Regions from separate parts of the Hordeum vulgare genome. Here region 2 is linked to region 1. Evidence: chromatin contacts called from public Hi-C data. All regions are on one chromosome and are shown on one strand. The core of a region is the stretch at or near the end of the contact, and the rest is flanking DNA. Distances in the headings are between cores, read along the strand shown. Region 1 holds the start of LOC123427824 (rhomboid-like protein 11, chloroplastic). Region 2 holds the start of LOC123427833 (S-type anion channel SLAH2-like).

Region 1 (5,881 bases), core at 1,247-3,746:
TTTAAATATTCATATTCAATTCTCATTTAACATAATGCATAAAAATTCCACCATGGATATCATCTACTCCCTCCGTTCACAAATATAAGATGTCCTGACCATTTTCCAAAACTAGTGTATATAGGCACATTTTAATATGCTTGTTCATTCATTCCAATCCATATGTAGTTCATATTAAAAACACAAAATACCTTATATTTTTTAATGAAGGGAGTAGTTAGCTAAAGAAAGCTCCATGTGTCAATTCTTTTTACTAATTACGATTGGGTAGTTAAGAAACGTTTTCCTTCTTACTTCTCTCACAAACGACTTTTGTATTAGGGTTTTCGTACTCCTATCGACGCCGTCTTTAGTCTACCGTATGTCCTATGACCTTAGGGCTATGGAGGCGAAGTGGATCCCGACCCATGTCATTGGGAAGGCTCCTTCTTAATTTTTAGGTGTGTCTTTTTGAATTTGTTTAGTGCTTGCGTCCTGCTCACGAAGACGCCATGACGACGACTTCCGTAAGATGGAATAAGGTTTTCCTGCCTAGCTCTTGTCCCAATGGCACGTCCAGATTCACATGAGATCGTGTGAAGGTGTCTCTCTAGTGGATCTCCATGATTTGATCAGTGTTTGTATTTGATGGATTTGCTTGGGTCTGGTGTTTGATTGTGTGTCCTTCTGATATACACTTCTCTTCATCGATAAATTTTGATGTTCTGGCGTGCCGGTTATTTGGGGTTTTAGCACGAAGACTTCCCGACTATCTACTTTAACAAGATTTGTCCAACTTTGACGGCGGAGGTGTAACGACAACGGCGTGCCTTAGGCTTGATCCAGTACGTGCAGTCGTTGGTAGGTGATTTATGGATATGAAGAGAGTGGCGGAAGATACACATCATCCCCTCTGACAGCTCCTACGTCGCTCTAGTGGGCGGCTCGGGAGCAAATCCTAGACGCCGGTGCGAACAACGAAACCACCACCCTCCGCCCTCGCCGCCGCCTACAACGATCGTCGGGCAAAGCCCGCGCGACCCGACGATGGCGGGGCCCTTCTCCTTCTGTCCGGAGGTTGGTGGGGCGGGCCGGTGGCTTTGTTGGGAGCTTGAGCGGCTGCGTGCGCTCGGGCCGGCATGTCTGGTCGGTGAGGCAGCGCACGGAGGCGCGGGTGCGCGGTCGCGCATGGGGCGTAGGTGCATGCGGCGTGGATCGGGCGTGCGCGGGGGCGGATCTAGCGCGTGGCGCGAATCTGGCGTGCGACGCGTATCTGGCGGAAGGTCACGAAGGTGGAGCTCCTCTGCCCATGTGTTGTGTTGTCGAATGTAGCGGGTGGCATGGCGAGGCTGGCGGTGACGCGCCAAGCCAATGCTTTGGCGTGTGGTGGTCGCACGGGATGCGGGGGCGTAACACCAGGGTGGGCCCAGCATGATTTGGGGGTGGCCACCGCCATGAAGGCTCGTGGTGAGCGTATTGGCACAGGGATGGGGTCACGTGGGAGCAAGTTAGCGGTTTCGTACTTCAGCGGCCGTCGGCTCGATGGACTCCAAGGGCGGTGCGAGGCAGTTCGGGCCGTGTCATCCTGTTCCGCGAGGTGGCCGCGATGACCGTCGGGTGCATGAGGCCGGTGGTCACCCAACGCAGACCGGTGGCAACGATGGGGATCTCGGCCTCGACGTCCAGATCTATAGGTGGTCGCAGCAGTCGGCGGGCGTTGGGCGCGGGTGGCCGACGTTCATCGGGAGTGTGTCTGCGGTGATGGTCTGGCCCAGGTTCATGGTTGGAGGTGCAACGCCGGGTGAAGACCTTGTTGCCGGTTCTTTGGGCGGGGGCAGGCCACGACTACGCCTGCGGGCGCCGCTCCTTTCTTGAAGGCATTGATGAGGCGTTCCTGCTCGCTCTGCTATGCAATGTGGCTCGGGCGAAACCCTTGATCCCATGGGATCGAACGATGATGGCGACGAGATCACACCTCTTGGGGCATTGTTTCAAGAGCACCTTGCCGGTCAGGGGGACTAGTGATAGATCGGGGTTGTTGCTCGTGCTAATTGGTCATGTCTATCGAACATTGGGGTAGGTTTTGGCTCGTGTGGCAACGATGACGATGGTGAACAATGTGGGAGGCGTGGCTTTGGTCATGGTAGTCAGTTCTTCTCTGACATGTCCGTGAGACTACCTCAATTGCTGTTGCTGTAGAGTCGAAGCTACGGTGCGGGGTCCTGGTGGCGTACGATGATGGACGACACGTTGTCCTTTCGGTGATCTCTCGTGACGCCAACCTTGCTTTGTTCTTCGTAGTTCTTCGTTCAAGTTAGAGCTGTGTTGCCTTGATGTGGGCGATGGCGTTCCGTCTTGTAAGTGTAGTGTTGTTTTGTAGCCAATAGAGTTGTCCTTTTTTTCCTCTTTGATCTTCTGATCCTTTCCATGTTGTTTTTTTCCGCTGTTTTCTGCTAAATCTAATTGAAACAAACAAATTGATGGATCTTTAAAAAAAGAATTATGAATATGAATATAATTTTATCGCTATTTTATACCGTCATGTTGTCTGAGGAAGAAAAAAGGGCAGTATGTTTCCATGAGGAAAAAGCGGTATGTTCATACATTCCTGAACTCCATCGCACGGATGGAACAGAGCAGCTTTGCCTTTTGCGGAATATAATCTTCGCTGGCACCGGAGCCCCCTTGCTAATAAGTCCCTCGTCTCGAAAAAACCCACACAGCAGGCTAAGGGGGAAAACAGAGTTGAGAAAGGAACGAGCCATGGCGCAGCAGCTGCTGCTCCTCCTACCCGCGCCTTCGGGGACGTTCTCGAAGCCACTCCCTTCCCCTACCCCCTCCCTACCCCGGCGCCATGCCCCCTCCATCTCCATCACACGCCGATTAGTGGCTGTAGTCGCCGCCGCCCGCCGCGATCTGCTCCGCTGCGGAATGCGGCACTCAGGTGAGCCCTCCTCTTCTTCCTTGCTGCCAAGACGTAAGCAGATTGCAGCAGTGTGAATTGTTCTCTGAGTGTTTTTTTCTTCTTTTATCTTTGACATGTGATCAGATTTGGTGTCCGAGTTGGAGCTCGCCAAGGACACGAAGCAGCAGGGTGGTCGTGCCAACGCCATATTCTGGATCTTGCTGCTTAATCTTGGGCTCTACGTTGCAGACCACTTGTTACAGGTATCATTGCAATCTCTTGGCTATTTCAATATGCACAAATCCATGTAGGCCCTCGAGAACTGGCGTTCTATGGTAGTAGAACATCTGCAGAAACCAGAGTGATGGGAGATATACTGTACAACTTGCTGAATTATGTTGATATACATCCCATTTCAATTAAATTGGCCATAAATTTTCAAGTACTATGGTTGTTTAATTGCAAGAACACCCTGAAGAAATGATCAGTGGAAGGATGCACAGGCAATGATGCGAACTTGCGATCATAATTTTTTATCAAATACTGAATTTATGTTCAAATTACTGAATTTATATCCCAAACATTATGAACGCGTGTCTATTATTTATATTCCTATATGAGGATATATTACTACTTGGATGAAAATTGAGGACACATTGTTACTTGTTGATATTTGTTACCTTTGCTTTGCATTTCAGATCCGGCAGATAAAGGCACTCTACCTGTACCATGCATTCCCTTCTTGGTATCAGTTTGTGACATCAACGTTTTGCCATGCTAACTGGTCAGTTTAACTTCTTGTTGCGGCTTGCATTTTTATATATATTTATATGTATGTTTCTTTCCATTTTAGTTCCCTCTGTAAATGTAAACAAATATGCAGTAACTAACAAACTACTGTACTTATTCCGTTATTGTACTGATATATCAGTGACTGTAAGTGTTTAACATTCTTTCGGGGCAATGTATAATTTTCACTTATTCAGTTATCTGTAATCCCTTACAGGAATCACCTTTCAAGCAATCTGTTCTTTGTGTACATTTTTGGTGAGTTTGGTACCTGAAGCAATGCTTTGCTTGATGCTTGTAGTTTTGTTAAAGGATGCCCAGTTACCATCTTAATATACAGGAAAGCTTGTGGAAGAGGAGGAGGGTAACTTCGCACTGTGGATGTCTTATATTTTCACCGGTGCTGGAGCAAACTTGATTTCATGGTTAGTTCTCCCTACGTCGTCCGTGTCGCTTGGAGCATCTGGGGCTGTTTTTGGCCTTTTCACAATTAGTGTACTAGTAAAGGTGATTATGCCTAAACTTGATCTGTTCCAGAGTATTTCCCTTGATGAGCAGTAATCTTATTTAGAATCTTTGTATTGCTCCTTTATTGCAACAGATGTCCTGGGACTGGAGAAAGATTCTTGAGGTCCTTATCCTTGGTCAATTTGTTGTTGACAAGGTAATTACTGCACTATCTTGTGGGGAATCCACTATTTGTTGTTGCCTGACTCCCATTTGTTTGTTGAACATATCTTAGTTACAGCAATGAAATGAATACATCTGCAGGTGGGGTTGTTCACTGCCGCCTATTCATTTTATTACTCCCTAAATATTCATGGTTCTATTTTACTGAAAAACGAGTGCTATCTAATTTTCAATTATCACAAAATTACACTCCTTCAAATTTATCACACATTCACAATGTCAGAAATCACTAGTTTACAGGACAAAAAGGGATTGCCATATTTTCCCACCCATCATGACTAAAAATACTCGGATATTTCTAGGTAGTGAAATGCTAGGTTATTTGACAGTAGGGAATACAGGAATGATAGATTATAAGTTCATATGCAGATGAACCGATTCCTGTAATCTTCCTGCATTCTAAACAGGCATCTGTTGTTTTCCAGAGTATTTATTTACTGCAATATTTTGCTAGTTTTGTATACCAAAGGGGAGTCTTGGCACAGCTGTAAAGTTGTTGCCTTGTGACCACGGGTTTGAGTCCTGGGAAAGTGGTCGGACCCGGCGCAAGCGGGAGCTATGTGCATCAGGCTTCCTTTTATTTTTGTATACGAAACAGACATTCTTGATTAACCCCAATTTTGCTCTTATAGGTCATGGAAGCTGCACGTGCAACCACCGTAACAGGCACCGCTCTTCAAGTAAACAACATTGCCCATGTCTCGGGTGCTTTAATTGGTGCTGCATTAGTATTTGTGATCAACAGAATCCCCTTATCGTCTAATGATGATAGCCCAAAGGCTTCAAAGGATAGCAAGGACAAAAGAAGTTAATTTAAGCTAGAGCCGCCATGCTAACACACTATATCGTTCATTACAATTTTTCTTCTTCAAATGTACGTACTACTCAATGTGTCCACACTCATACGTAATTCTGATTTCTGTTGGAAATGAAATCATAAAGGACAACATCCCACACTCATACTCAATGTGTCCACACTTCTAGTGTGAGGTTCTTTTTTTTTTAAAGACCCAGCTCATGACTGGCATATATTGATCAAAAGGAGGTAGCAATGCGGGGATAACAAAATGTGAACGTGATCCGAGGATCAAGGATGAAAGAGAAAGAAAACAAAAAAAGGGGGAAGATTACAGGGGGCGACATTTCACGGTGGATCCCAGAAAGGGGCTCCAAGAGTGTTGCTCCTGCCTGTCTCCAAAAATTGATGGTTCTTGTGATTGCATTCTTCATGTTTTGTAGGTCCGCGTGCTTGTTCCTGAATGTGCAGTCATTTCTCTCCTTCCAAATTTTAGACAAGATCAAGATGACCATTGTCTTGATGGCCTTTCTGTGGTTTGGTAAAGCTCTGTTGACCATCGTAGCTACAATATTCGATGATTTTTCTTTGTCCTTCCATGCGCCTGGGTGCAGTGACGCACATCCGAGACGTGATGCCGCGTGTGTCCATACTTCAAGGGACATCGGGCATTGCCAGAACAGGTGCTTCGATGTTTCCAGATTTCGATGGCATAATTGGCA
Region 2 (5,881 bases), core at 2,077-4,576, 820 kb after region 1:
CAGCAGCAAAACCTATAGCTACATGAGTCCAAAAGGCATGAAACTTAACAGCATGCTAGAGAAACATAAGGGGTACAACTAACTCCATTGGACCAACCCCAAAAGAGCTACAGATCACAAGCTAGAAGCAAAACAAAACAGCAACAAAATAATAACAGAATCCAGACTTAGAAATATTTCAGCTCCTCTAAAACAGCACTATTCAAGCAACTTGAGAGCAAGAAAACAACACCTAAACATGCATTTCTATTGCAACTAAAAATACCAGGGGCTAAACAAAACATCCAAGACCAACTCTCTAGTTGGCAACTAATTCGAATAGGGCTCGGAATAAATCCTACGAATTAAACAAAAGGGCTCCACGGTAAAATATCTCACGAACTAACTTACTCGAAAGCCAAAACTAATTGCACAGAAAAATCCATGGGATTTTTCTACCCCGGAAACATATATAAAATGTGGGGTTTGCAACACAAAATAAAGCCACACAATAATGCGAGAAAATACCTCTAAACGGGAAAATAACTACCGACAAATCCCTTCACGGAAAAAAATACGAGTGACCGCGCTAAAATACGTAGAAATATGGTCCCTAAAACATGGACATTAAATCTATGGCATACGGGCAGTCCGGACACGCGCGAAAAATAACTACGGATCGGAACCTAGTTAAACAGCACGTAAAACGAGGCAATTGGCGCGTTAAACTAGCTCAAATAATTATGCAAGTTTTATAAACGGGTCCTACGCGAAAAGTTACACGAAAAGCATATAAAGAACATCGCGGTCCGACACACGGACAAATAGATACGAACGTTTAATTATACGTCTACTCCCTGAAATTTATTAAATCCTAAAACCTATATGGGCCAAAAGGCAGCGACAAACAACAAAAAAAAAACAAAAGGCGGGGAATAGCTCACCGAGTGGGCTCGGCCCAGGCCGGCTGGGGCGGAGGCAGCCTGGGGACGAAGGTCGGTCGGCCTCGGGGCGATGAGGCCGAGTTGGGCCACGGGCGAGGAGGCGGCAGCGAGGCCCAGGGGCGCTGTGGGCCGCGGGGAGGAACTGGAGAAGGCCGGCCCAACACGCAGCGAGGCGCCCCATGCGCTGGAGCGCTCGTCGTTCCCCTCGCAGGAACGAGGCCGGCGGCGGCAGCGCTGGCGACGCAGCAGGCGAGGCGGGGCGAGGCGCCGGCGGGAGGCGGCGAATCCGGGGTGACCGGAGCTCGGGGAAGGATCCCCGGGCTGGATCTGGCCTGAGCCGGCCTCGAGGCGGCGACAGACGAAGGCGGCGGCGGCGAGCAGTCGAGCGGGCGGGGCGGCGCTGGTCCGAGGGCGGCGGGGCTCCGGCCGGTGGAGGCGCAAGGCGAAGGTGGCGGGGGCGCACCGGCCGGCGACGGGCTGGGGCGCGGGAGGCGCGCGCGGCCGCGGGACCGAGGAGGCGGCGAGGTGCTCGGGAGGTGGAGGCACGGCAGGGAGGCTCGATCGGGCGGCGGCGGCGCGCCGGATGGGCCCGGGCGGGCCCCGGATGGGCTTCGCGGGCCCGGCGGCACGGCAGGAGAGAGAGAGGTGGGGCGGCGGCTAGGGTTTGCGCGGAAAACGAGGAAGAGAGAGAGAGGTTGCCCGAAAATTAAGGAGGAGGGGGTATTTATAAGGAAAAAGGGGGCTCGGTTAACCGGGATCGCGATCCGGATCCAACCGCGGGGTCGGATTCGGACGATTCCGAACGCGGGGCGTGCTACGTGGCCGTGTTGTGTAGACATCCGGAGACGAGGGGGAGAGCGGGCGGCACGGCACGAGTTTTAACAACACCGACAGACGTCCGACGAATAACCGAAGACGGTGCCGCTGCGGGCGACCGTTCGGGTACCAGACGGTCTCCGATCGCGACGAAATTCGACAGGCGGCCTCGCTATATCTAATCGCAACCGCGTGCCAAGTTTCACCTCGATCAGAGAGAGTTTTAAACGCACTTTAAAAACAGGGTTTCGACGGTGCCGCGGGCGCGTGCGTGTGCGGTCGGACTCAGAACGGACGACGACGAGAACCGGCAACTACTAACGAATGCAAGTTTTGAAAACGGGCGGCAACGGAGATGCCGATGCAATGCCGATGATGCGCATGATGCGATGACGATGCGACAAATAAAATAAATGACATGACGAAAACGGAAAGAGAGGGGAATCTTCTGGAACGTCGGCACCGGGCTGTCACATAATATACGGATCACAAGTGTTGAACTCATACACAAACACCGTTGTAACTTTGTCCTAAAAAAGTTATTGAGAACGTATCATCATAACTCATGTGTAAAAATCATGATAATATAGCTAATAACCTTCTTAGCCTAGGCATGATAACTATTTGCACACAAAAAAGTCAATAGAATATATCAACATGGGATCTAGTTTCATAGGTGTCATTAGACGGATTTTTTATGTGGAAACATTTTTTTATATTAGACCGCCGATTTGAGCTACAACACATTTTATAGCTTTGAAATATGTAGAATCCACGATGTATTATCTTTTTTCCCTTCTAATGCATGCATCCATGTGCATGTGAAGAGAAGATTACAAGAACTATTTTTATATCCTAGTAATTTCTATGTAAAACAACATGATAACTTATACACAACTGACATGATAACTTCTGTAACACACTTGGGTTAACTTTTTACTTGAAAAGTCATCAAAATATAGCAACGTAGGATCTAGTTTTGAAGGCCACGAATTCTTTATATGAAAGCAGTTTTTCAATCAGAACAACAAAACATTTTGATTATAATTTTAGATGGAATATTTGCTGACATCAGCTAATTTTTTTTTTGACTGCATATATTGTTGTTTTTCTTTGCATGCATGTAATTATAGTAGTTGCTTCTAACCAGACCAATTAGTACTTGTAGACACGCCCCAAACATGTGCATGCATGCAAATTTAAGGCGTTCAGACCTACTCCTTCCGTTCCTAAATATAAGTTTTTCTGGAGGTTTCACTAATGAACTACATACGGATGTATATAGACATACTTTAAAGTATAGATTCATTCATTTTGCTTCGTATGTAGACACATAGTGAAATATCTTAAAAGACTTATATTTAGGTACGGAGGAAGTATTACTACTAATATTCCGAACGATGGGACGTTCCTTCAATTTTTATATCCTGATGCGCTGATCAAGATGGAGCTGTAGTTTCGTGTCTGCAGTCTGTCTAACTGTCTTGCTATCCCTTACGCTGGGCTGGGCTGGGCTGATTGCCATGTTTAGGAGCTCTGGTCCAGCCTGTCCCCCGCCAACAACCCACGCCGCCGCGTTGTAATAGGAGAGCTAGGCCACCCAACGGACGCGCCCGTTTTGGCTCTCCTAGCAGGCTAGGCTGGGTGCTGGTTCCGGCGATCCTCCACTGCCGGACCGGCTGCCGCGGCCGCCAACACCGCCGGCCTCGTTCCTTGCTGCCCAGTCCTCCTCCCTCGTCGCCGTCGTAGCTCTCTCAGGTGACATCTAATCTACCACCCCCACTTGTGTTTGTTTTGTTTTCGCCCGGCGGCGTGGCGAATAAATCAATTTGCATGGCCAACCACGCCGCCGCGCGCCTGCCCTGGGACTGGGAGGAGAGGAATTGTTTATGCGCTGACGACAATTTGTATGCATGCGCGTGGGCGTGGCGCCGTCGTCGGAGCACTGCGCGCGCATAGTTAGGAATATGATATTAGCTGGCCGGGGATTAAGGCGTAAACCAAGCGATCTACTACTCCAGATTGGTAGGTCAGCCCCATGTACACGGAAGCAGCGACAACTTGAATTTCATTTAGTACTAATTTGATTGAAACCACCCTGTCTTTGTCTTGCACAAGTCATCCTGGGACACATGCGGCGTCTCGTCTATGGCCGGACCAGACGGACGCCACCCTCGCCGACGTCGACGTACGGCTAACGACCAATGTGCTCCGTCCGTCCAACATCTCCTCCTCCCAGCTGTCTATCAAATGAAAATACCAGTGCCGTCCATGGAACATATTAGTCAATGCTACTCCAGATTTTTGTTTTTTCTTCTAAATCAGATTTCAGAGAGCTGCACGCAGCCTCCCTGTTCAATGCGGCGAGGGCGAGGGCGACGGCTGATCTTTGTCCCGTCTGTCTGTCTCCAGGATGTCAAGCCTTTCCATGCCCGATCCATCCATCCATCCTCATCAGGTCCTGGCTGTACGTACGGGCTAGTCCCTTGTCAATACGATGGGGACTGCACCTTGATTTTATTACTCACGTCCTGGACTCCGATTTGAAGTCTGCATGCACAGCTGTTTCGATCTCACACCGTGTATTCTGCCCGGCCTGGAACTGCTCCTGCCACCTCGACTGGTATTTTAGATGGTGAAACTTGTCATGGCCGATGAGTCAACAACGTTCGCAGGCTTGATGCGGGGGAGGGCGGGGAAGCGGGGTTGTTTAGTAGAATCTGGAGCCCCAACGAAATTTTATCCACTACCTTAGCTTGAATGACGCTCCATCATCCTGCCATTCCTGAAACTGACGCTCCGGCAGTAATGCCATCCTTACTTGGAAGTTTCATAAAGACTTACTCCCTCCGTTTTTAAATATAAGTTTTTTAAACATCTTAATAAAAATTACATATGAAACAAAATAAATAAATATATATTTTAAAATATGTCTATATACATCCTTATGTAATTTAATAATAAAAAAGTTGTAAAAAGGTTTACGTTTAGGAACAAGGAGGAGCGAGAACAAGGAAAATGAAATAACAAACTTCCTCGAATTAGGCCCCCATCCCAAACGCACGCTACCGTTGCCATCCGCGTCAGAAACGTTGCTGAAACTTCCGTAAATGTGCAAGTGCAGCACCGCTCACCACACTCCGGGCACCCCCGGTTCAGAGAGCTGGCAAGATTTGTCAGTAGGAAAAACAAACAGGCTCGTCAAGAATTGTGTGAGGCTCTCGTGCAGCGTCGTGGAGCAGTATTCACTGGTAGTAGTACTACTACTAGTATACAGCTTGCTCTCACAACCATCCACAACTGTGGGGTGGTGACGCGTAATACCCAGCCAGAAGTACGCATACAGCTCCTTTTTTTTTCCCGACGACGGCTCCTAGGAAGTGTCCACGCGATGTGTCACGCACTGATGGGGCCAGTGGGAAGCCAACGAACCAGCCAGTCATCGACTCATCATATACGTACGGCGCATTTGCCTGCCTATTTAAAAGGCGGCAGGCAATACAAATCGCCGTTTGCACATGCTCTGTCCACCACCTTGTGTTCCCTGCCTGCCTTCCTGGATTTTTCCCCTCTCTCTGTTTTTGTGCTCTCATGCCGATGCTCTGAACATTTCCCTACCTGTCCGCCTAACAACACGCAGAAGCGTCTAGTAGTTGTTATACTTAACATCCTGGATGGAACTCTTTTTTTTTTTTAAGCAAGACGGGCACGCACTCTGTAGATTTCATTAAGATAAATGATGTGATTAAGTCTCATTCGATTGAGATTTAATCAAGCTTACGTCAAGTGATATAGTATATAAAAACAAAAAATGAAAAATGAAAAAAAATGCGGATCACGATGCAAGATCAAAGGCATATAGTATCGACTGAGGCACAACAAAGTCTCGGACTCTCGATAGACTTAGCAAAAACTGTAAGATAAAAGAATGGCAAAATGTAACCAAATACTTCCTCCGTTCAGAATTACATGTCGCAAAAACGTATGAAAATAAAGGTATCTAGAACTAAAATGCATCTAGATACATTCATTCTTCTGACAAGTAATTCTGAACTAGTTAGCTTGGTAAGCTGCCAACAAAAAGATTTGAGAAAAAGGCCCAAATATATGGCAAATCTGTTGATCGTGTGCTGGTCCAGCTC

Evidence for each region. Hi-C and Micro-C count contacts between places; a contact is called where the count stands out from the background.
Region 2: a Hi-C map of seedling shows a contact between it and region 1, with 2.8 times the contacts expected there. The contact joins the promoter of LOC123427833 here to the promoter of LOC123427824 in region 1. A contact is called at or near these places in 1 of 6 Hi-C or Micro-C datasets (seedling) and 1 of 1 datasets of contacts at active chromatin or transcription factors (embryo).

What each region holds. Positions count from the first base shown.
Region 1 is chr1H:161,450,618-161,456,498 of MorexV3_pseudomolecules_assembly, forward strand. LOC123427824 (rhomboid-like protein 11, chloroplastic) reads left to right here and starts at 2,497. Exons shown (of 7, transcript XM_045111962.1): 1 at 2,497-2,923; 2 at 3,029-3,147; 3 at 3,583-3,668; 4 at 3,891-3,931; 5 at 4,014-4,180; 6 at 4,275-4,337; 7 at 4,996-5,323. The coding sequence starts at 2,521. The coding sequence ends at 5,175.
Region 2 is chr1H:162,265,142-162,271,022 of MorexV3_pseudomolecules_assembly, forward strand. It overlaps LOC123427833 (S-type anion channel SLAH2-like), which reads left to right and starts at 3,327. Exons shown (of 4, transcript XM_045111973.1): 1 at 3,327-3,497.